Regions from separate parts of the Mus musculus genome. Here region 2 is linked to region 1. A link is a contact called in public Hi-C data. All regions are on one chromosome and are shown on one strand. Each heading gives the region's core, a stretch centred on a gene start, on an enhancer-like site or on the middle of the called end of the contact. The rest is flanking DNA. Distances are from core to core; before and after follow the strand shown. Region 1 has its middle 40 kb from the start of Tbx4. Region 2 has its middle 63 kb from the start of Gm20759.

Region 1 (3,812 bases), core at 62-2,561:
CCCAGGGATGGTTTACCAGAGCTTTGGGTGGAGAGGCCTGGCCAGGCAGGGGACAGAGGATGAGCTGAAATCTGCCACTTAGTAGGCACGAGCCTAGTCTCTGTGAGTCAGTCGCTAGGCATGCTAATTAGGGGTAATAAATACGGTCCATCTCTTAGGCTTACACTGAAATAATGCAGATAAAACATGTGCACAATCCAAGTTGCTGCCCTTCCCCCAACCGGGGACACCAGTCTACAGCAGTTTGCTTTTAGATGCTTAAAAGATGTGGGACTCTTTTTTTTTTTCAGGGAAATTCTATTTATTGCTTTTGGGGGCTTTATTGGAGGCTGCCACAGTTAAGCCTGCTGTACCAGATGCCAAGACCTGGACCCATGTGTAGGTAGGTGTACAATGCCAAATGCAGGCAGCAGACAGGGGAGCCTGAGAAGGAAGACTCACACCTGGTCTTTTCAGTACCCTGAGCACCTCTCCCTACCTGGGCCTTTGGGCTCAGTGGCACAGGATATTGAAGGGAGGGGTCTGCTTCTAACCAATCCTCTTCAAGGCTTCTGAGAGAAAGGGACGGCTTGAAAGTTTGCTTCTCATTCAAAATCCACGGCAAACTAGATGACACTGGGAATAAATCGGTTGTTAAGGAAGGCTGGGTGCGGTGGCACACAACTATAACTCCAGCACTCTAGAGGTAGAGGGAAGAGGATCAAGAAGTTCAAGGTTAGTCTTGACTATAGACCAAGCTGGAGATCAGCCTGGGCTGTCTGGGATCTTGCATTAAAATACAAGCTCCTCCCATATTCCCCCACCCTCACTCCCGACCCTTGCTAAAGTGCTTCCCAGCTTTACCACGGTGTGATCGGAAACCTTAGGCAAATTTTTCTTGTTCTTAGTTTCTTCCATTTTAAACAGCCAACCTTCTAGACTTCATTTAAGGGCCAAATGAGTTGCTTCTAAATAAAACAACAATAAGCAAAAGAGCGGTAACCATGGCACTTCCTGGCCCGTTAGCACCAGCTCATTTCTACATTTCCATGGGAGGAAAACCAAACCCAACCCAAAATGTGGCTTTTTATAATAAGCTTAAGGCAGGGAAACGATTACCGAGGTGCGGGCCAATCTCATTGGCTATAAGAGGCAGATGATTTAGCATCATCACCTGCCTTATCGTTATCCTTGAGCCGCCTGCATCCTTGGCTTCTGAGGAGGTCAATTTCCGGCACACACAAGAAAGCCCACGGCTGTGGCAGGGAACAATCGGCCACAGTGCGCTCCCTGCCTGCTGTTGATCCTTTCATTTCCTCCAGCGGGCTCCTGCCGGGGCACTGGGTTCTGAGTTCTCTGCTACTCTCTCAGACCAATCATTCACCACAGCCCTGAGCACCCAGCCACTTGCTCAAGTTTGCTGTCCAGCTACTGCCCCGTACTGCCGTACTGCCGTATAGATGGCTAATTGGGACGTGAGCTCAGCCAAATGGCAAGAAAGATTTCAAGGAGCCTGTTCAGTGGACCTTAAATATCCTGACCACAAATTTACAGCCCAGCCTGCCACGGAGGAAGCGTGAGTCAGAGGCGGAGGCGCGGCTGCTGTTGAGGGAAGGCCTCCGCGATGACATTTTTCACGCTTTTAATAAACCACCGTATTATTAGAGCTCACTAAAGCTGAACTTAATGAAAATCATGGGCCCTAAGGCCTGAATTTTTCTTTTGTATTACAAAACGAAACCAACTGGCCCAATTCAAATTAACCCCAGGAAAAAAACCCCATAGATTTTTAATTTTCTTTCTTTCTTTCTTTCTTTCTTTCTTTCTTTCTTTCTTTCTTTCTTTCTTTCTTTCTTTCTTTTTCTTTCTCTTTCTTCCTTTCTTTCTTTCTTTCTTTCTTTCTTTTCCTTCCTTTCTTCCTTCCTTTCTCTCTTTCTCTCTTTCTCCCCCTTTTCACATTCTCGTTTTCAAATTTCACTGGATTACAATCTCTCTTTGAAGAAAAGGATGAAGCCGCGTACTCTGATCGGGTACAAACTTCTCTGTGGGATCCCTTAAGGAGTGTTACTGAGCACTGTTACAAATTTTAAGAGAGACTGAGAAAGCAAACACCACAACAGAACTGCAAAGCGAGTGGCACCTGAGACTCATTCCGATTTAAAATTCCAACTTATGAATGTACTTTTCAATCAGGTCTGTCGGACCTTCCAAGCCTACACAACACTGGTGATCCTACAGACATAATGAGTACAAATTCTTAATTTTTCAGACCATAAGAGTTGAGTCCTTGGAAACTAACCTGGGGGCGGGGTGGAGGAGGGGCCGAAACTGGGCTGCCAGGCACCTGGCCTCCAAAGGCTCAGCAGCCCAGCGGAAATCTCTCCGTAGCAGCTTCCGTACCTGTATGAGCTTGTGAAAAGACATCTTTTCCCCTCGCCTTGCCGCTACGTTCGTAAACAAAACAAACGGGTACTTGCCAACTCTCAACCCAATTTGGCACCTATTTGCCCAACTAGAGCAGGCTTTCAAATGCCTCCTTGTCCTTGCCGAGCCGAAAGGAGCGGTGCCCACCCTTGGGTTCTGTGCTCTCACGACTTCCTCCCCGGGAAGGGGAAGGGCCCTGCCTGAGCTGCCTTTGTCTTGGCCCAGTGCTCCTTTTGGGATCGGGCTGGTCTCTGATTCCTGCAGGGGAGTCCCTGCTTGGCATCGAGGCTGGCCTCAGGCATAAGATCCTAATTATTTGAATGGTATTTGTTTTCATAGCTCTCTCTTTCTCTCCCTCTCTTTTTTTTAATGTGTCCAGGTCGATGGCATTTTAATGCCTTATTAAACAGGGGTTTTACAGCAGTCTGTCTGTGCAGTCTCTGGGCCCATGCCTGTACTTTGTGTGCAGGGATTTTTATCTTTCCTGCTGGCCAAAAATATTTTCCAAATTCCCTATAAAAGTTTTCGAGATTTCCTAAGACAAATAGAGCCCCACCAGCTCTGAAGTGACCCTGATGCTGTCAGAATTACAGACACGGGCCCTCTTTCTTGCTTACACTAGGACTGAACTGAACTCTCTATTCATTAACTGCCCTTCTCAGGGCGACGAGTTTGCCCCACAAATGTGCCAGGACATAAAAACATAGCCTACCTGGGATGGCTCCCCACAACGCCATCTTTTACTTCTGACCTCTCAGGCGGTTGCCTTGGCTTTGAAGATGTCATCCATAAAGTGCACCCTGGAGGTGGAGTTTACAGAAGAGCTGTGGGAGACAGCAACTGGACCTGCTTAAGGAAGATGGATGTCTGAAGACCATGGAAACCTCAAGAAGGAAATCAGCTGAGCTCTATGTTTCTGTGACAGTGTTTAAGGGTTGATGAAAATATATTGTTGTTTTGGACATGGAAGCTCAATTTAGGCCATACAGGAAGTCACAGGTTAGGTTACTCTGTGAAAGACAACACATACATGTATACAAGTGTGCGCATGTGAGCATGCACGCACACTCATGTGCACACACAAAAACACACGCACATATGCACAAACCTCAAGACAGATGATGGCAACAAAACCCAATCCCAGTTTCTTCATTCAAAAATGAAAAGAATTTTAGGGTTGGGAGTGTAGCTCAGTTGATACAGTGCTGGCCTCTGATGCATAAAGCTTTGGGTTTGTTCCCCTGCATCACATACGATTAGGTGCGATAGCACACGCCTATGCCAGTATTCAGGAGCTGCACGCAGGGATAGCACTAGCTTAAGGTCATTCTCTCCTACATAGGGAATTCAAGGCCAGCCTGGGGTATGTGAAACCTCATCTCAATAAACAAATATTTATGGAGAAAATA
Region 2 (3,643 bases), core at 96-2,595, 36 kb after region 1:
CCAAGGCATCTAACTAGAAAAGCCAGGAGCAAGAATAAGAAATACATCCATAAATCCAAGGGCATCATCATTTTGAAGGAAACAAGGAAGGGACATCTGTCCCACCTGAAGTGATGACATAGCATAAAGTCAAAGTCATTAAGACACAAATGCGTACACAGATGAGAAAGAGATTACTTGACTGCTTTGAAAGGCTCAAGTTTATCAGTGACACACCACAGGAAAGAGGAAAAGGAACCTAGGGAAAGATATCTGAAACACAGAGACCCAGTCAAGAACAAGGGCTCAGGTTTTACAGAGAATCTCTACAGACAAGGCCGAAAAAGGCCATGCCGCCTAGACACAGAGTTACAAACGTAAACTTCACAAAAGATGAAAACCACAGTGGTCAATAAAGAAATAGACACCAAACCTCACTAAGTAAACAGGGAAATGAGGTACTCGTCCTGCATCAGATTAGCTAACATAAAAAGGCCTTGTAACCAGAGTGTTGGGAAGATAATGAAACAGGCCCTCAGGATGGACAGTAACTTTGTCCCTCCCCCTTGGAGACTCCACTGATAATTGAAGCAGTGAACATTCGGTCTCTGGTCAGGATACGGCCCAGAGAAATGTTTACAATGTGTGTATGAAACACAGGCACAGGAATGTTCACAGTAGCAAGGGGCAGCAAGGAGGCTGTCCTCACCAACAGGAAGTTCATACATGGGTTCTCATAGGGTGGCTGGACATGATACTGTCTCAGAGAGGAAGTGAAGGAGTCGAATCTGCATGGGTTGGAATATGGAGAGAAACAAAGCAAGCTTCGTGAGAATATGCGTAGCATTGTACCGTTCAGATAAAAAATACATATTGAAAGTCCATATTGTTAAAGTATGCATACAGTACAATATACAGAAGCAGCTGGAAATGGGAACTACTGGGTTCCCGCACCTAGACAGTAGCAAGAGGCCTCCATTCTATTATTTTTCCACACAGTTTTCTTCATGTTGTGATATAGTTTATTTTTAACTTCAAGGGCAAACATCTAAAAAAAAAAAAAAGGAAAATCTTCATTCTTTAAGTGTATCAAAGATGTATTGGGAAGTGGGGCATGTGTGGGGCACTAAGAGTCCCTCCTTGCCCCTTGTATTGAGAATATTGGGTTTTATCAGACCGGTCACTCTGAGGCATAGTTTTAAGAAAAACAACAACAACAAAAAAAAACCCAACAACACAAAAGCTCATTCTCACCAGTTAAGTTTTCCACGATGTGCCTGCCTTCTGGGTTCAAACAACTCAACGCAGAACCCAGTTTATGTCACACGTGAGGTCAGGGGAGGAAAAATAAGACCAGTGCCTGGAAAGTGGGCTGGGAAACAGACCCCGAGTGCACACCGTTTGTTTGTTCAGACTGTTCAGCAAGAGGAAGGGAAACTCGGAAATTCCTTGGCTATAAATTGCAATGTAAAAGACAAAGAGAACCCTGGCATCTTAAGGACCTGTAAATCACATCTGCCGGGAGCAGAAATTGCAGTATCCCCGTCACCCAGCGTCCACCTCCACACTTCTGACAGAGGAACTCCTGTTTTTTGGAGAAACACACATGAAGTACGTGTAAAACCTGAGCGGGAATCGGCTGCTGTGTACACCACCTGCCTAATAAAATGAGGATAAATGTGAGGTTTTTGGCTGTGTAGATCTGTTTATGTTTTAACTCGGAGGCACTCGCCATCAAAATGTCACCTACATGGGTTTATTTCAAAAGTACAACATGGAGGGAAGATAAATAATTTTGTGGTGTCTGTGGGGTTTCTGCTTTTGAAGCTGATGTGGTGCCACAGAGTTCCTGTTTGTAAACTAAGGTGCGATCAGTTCTTGGGTTAGTGGGAGCAAGGGCATTTATGAACAGCTAATGGGGCGCTGCGACAGCAGCCAGGCACTGAGCAGTCAGGCCGTGGGGCCGGGTTTACAGGGCTGCCCAGACAGATGCTAACTCCAGAGATTGCCAGCAGTTTAGATATCAAGCTAATGGCCACAGGTAACAAACAACAACTCCCCCAGAATAAACACACGACTCATTTAAAACTCTTTCTCCCAATCACGTCAACTACCTGCAAAATCGTTTCTTTGAAGAAATACACAATGAGTCACCCTCCCGTTAAGGGATTTGCTAGAAACAAAGATGCAGGAAGCCATGTAAAAATGATTTGTGAGGCTGCTTGACGCCTGACAGGTTTGTTGTTGTTTTTTTTTTTTTTTTAAACCATTTCTATGCTCATTTTAAGAAAAATGCATCTGCAGGCAGCTTCACTGCTAGTCAAGGCTAAAAGCTGCTTTTAGATGTGTGAGAGGCATCGCTGGGAGGGAACCCTTAAGAAGAATAAAGTAAAGAACATGTTAGAAAACCACAGCGGACACTAGCTGGAGACCTGGGTACCTTTTACCCAGCACAGTCCCTGCTCTAAGAAACCAGCCATCACTGACCCACTCCCCAGTGACAGTGGGAGCATCATTCATGAGGGATGCTGCTGTGTCTTAGAGATATTAGTTGATGGGGTGGCATATGGGGGTATGAAGACGGGGAGCAGAGATCCCATCTGGGGGTGAGCTAACCCCCAGTTCTATTTGTTCTCATTAAAGGGAGCAGAGGATTTTAGTACCTAACATGCAATTTCATAGCAGAAAAGGAACGAGCAGTCTGTGTTTGGGTGTTGGACTCTTTTTTAAAATATTATATTTACTTATGTGTGTGTATGAGAGATAGATATAGACATAGAAATGGGTATAGAAATATAGATAGAGAGCATGCGGTACCCAGAAATTAAACCCAGGTTATTAGGTTTAGCAACAAGCATCCTCATCCACTGAACCACGCACAACTCAGGGCCTCTTTTTGTATCCTTTAGCCTAATATTAGGATTGTTGGGAAGAAAAATAACAAGAAACTACACTCAGTAATCTCCAAGAGCTTACCAAATAGATGCCCATTTGGTCTTTGCAGATTTTTTTTTTGTGATTCCCACCCTCTTATTGCTCCCGCTGGTTTGAACACAACCCCCGTTTTCTCAATGGGGGAACCAAGGTCTCCAGAGACTTAGTGACTTGCTCCAGGTCCACACATGCACAAAGCAGACTTGGGATTAGAACTGACATCTGGCCAAACATTAAAGCCCTTTTTACTACACTATAATACTTCATCAGAGTAGTTTGCTATGTGAACATCTGAAGATACTGGGAGGGCGAGGCATTTGGATACGGTGAGGCCAGTTATGTTCCCCCACACAATCACTATAGTGGCAGGAATCAGAAATTCCATTAGCAGCAAGAGTATGAGAAAAGAGGCTGTTTAGTCTAATATACACTGTTAGGGAGATCTGTGGTATTGCCTTGACCTGGTGACTCACTGTGGTAACAAAGTTATAAAATATTCTGTATACGCCTCTTATTCTGCCCCTGTGTTTGATCTGACAGCTACAGTTTACAAAACTTCCTTTGTTCCCAAATCGTGTTAAATAATCAGAGGAGGGGAAAAATGGCATTTTCCCTCACAAAGTCACACAAATAAGTTGGCTCAGGAGACTATATATATATATATATATATATATATATATATATATGAATGAGGTATGAGCTCTTTTTGGAATTAATTTGTTGAAAAGAA

Evidence for each region. A called contact is a pair of places that touch in the nucleus more often than the background predicts.
Region 2: a Hi-C map of embryonic limb bud shows a contact between it and region 1, with 1.4 times the contacts expected there. The contact joins two enhancer-like sites. A contact is called at or near these places in 3 of 39 promoter capture datasets (the 3T3-L1 cell line, the HPC-7 cell line and pre-B cells), 1 of 15 datasets of contacts at CTCF or cohesin (CD8 T cells), 8 of 484 Hi-C or Micro-C datasets (LSK cells, cerebral cortex, common lymphoid progenitors and 5 more) and 6 of 115 datasets of contacts at active chromatin or transcription factors (CD8 T cells, a colorectal cancer cell line, embryonic fibroblasts and 3 more).

Annotation. Positions count from the first base shown.
Region 1 is chr11:85,924,095-85,927,906 of GRCm38.p6, forward strand. No RefSeq gene overlaps it. Among named protein-coding and RNA genes, the nearest start is that of Tbx4, 40 kb to the left of the region's middle. Within about 2 kb of position 1,312, at least 85 of the 459 cell types and tissues checked have an H3K27ac peak or open chromatin away from gene starts, as enhancers often do. A contact at or near this core is called in the HPC-7 cell line and embryonic limb bud, where this site is marked.
Region 2 is chr11:85,959,791-85,963,433 of GRCm38.p6, forward strand. No RefSeq gene overlaps it. Among named protein-coding and RNA genes, the nearest start is that of Gm20759, 63 kb to the right of the region's middle. RefSeq lists enhancers at 1,148-3,643, 3,600-3,643. Within about 2 kb of position 1,346, at least 9 of the 459 cell types and tissues checked have an H3K27ac peak or open chromatin away from gene starts, as enhancers often do. A contact at or near this core is called in the HPC-7 cell line and embryonic limb bud, where this site is marked.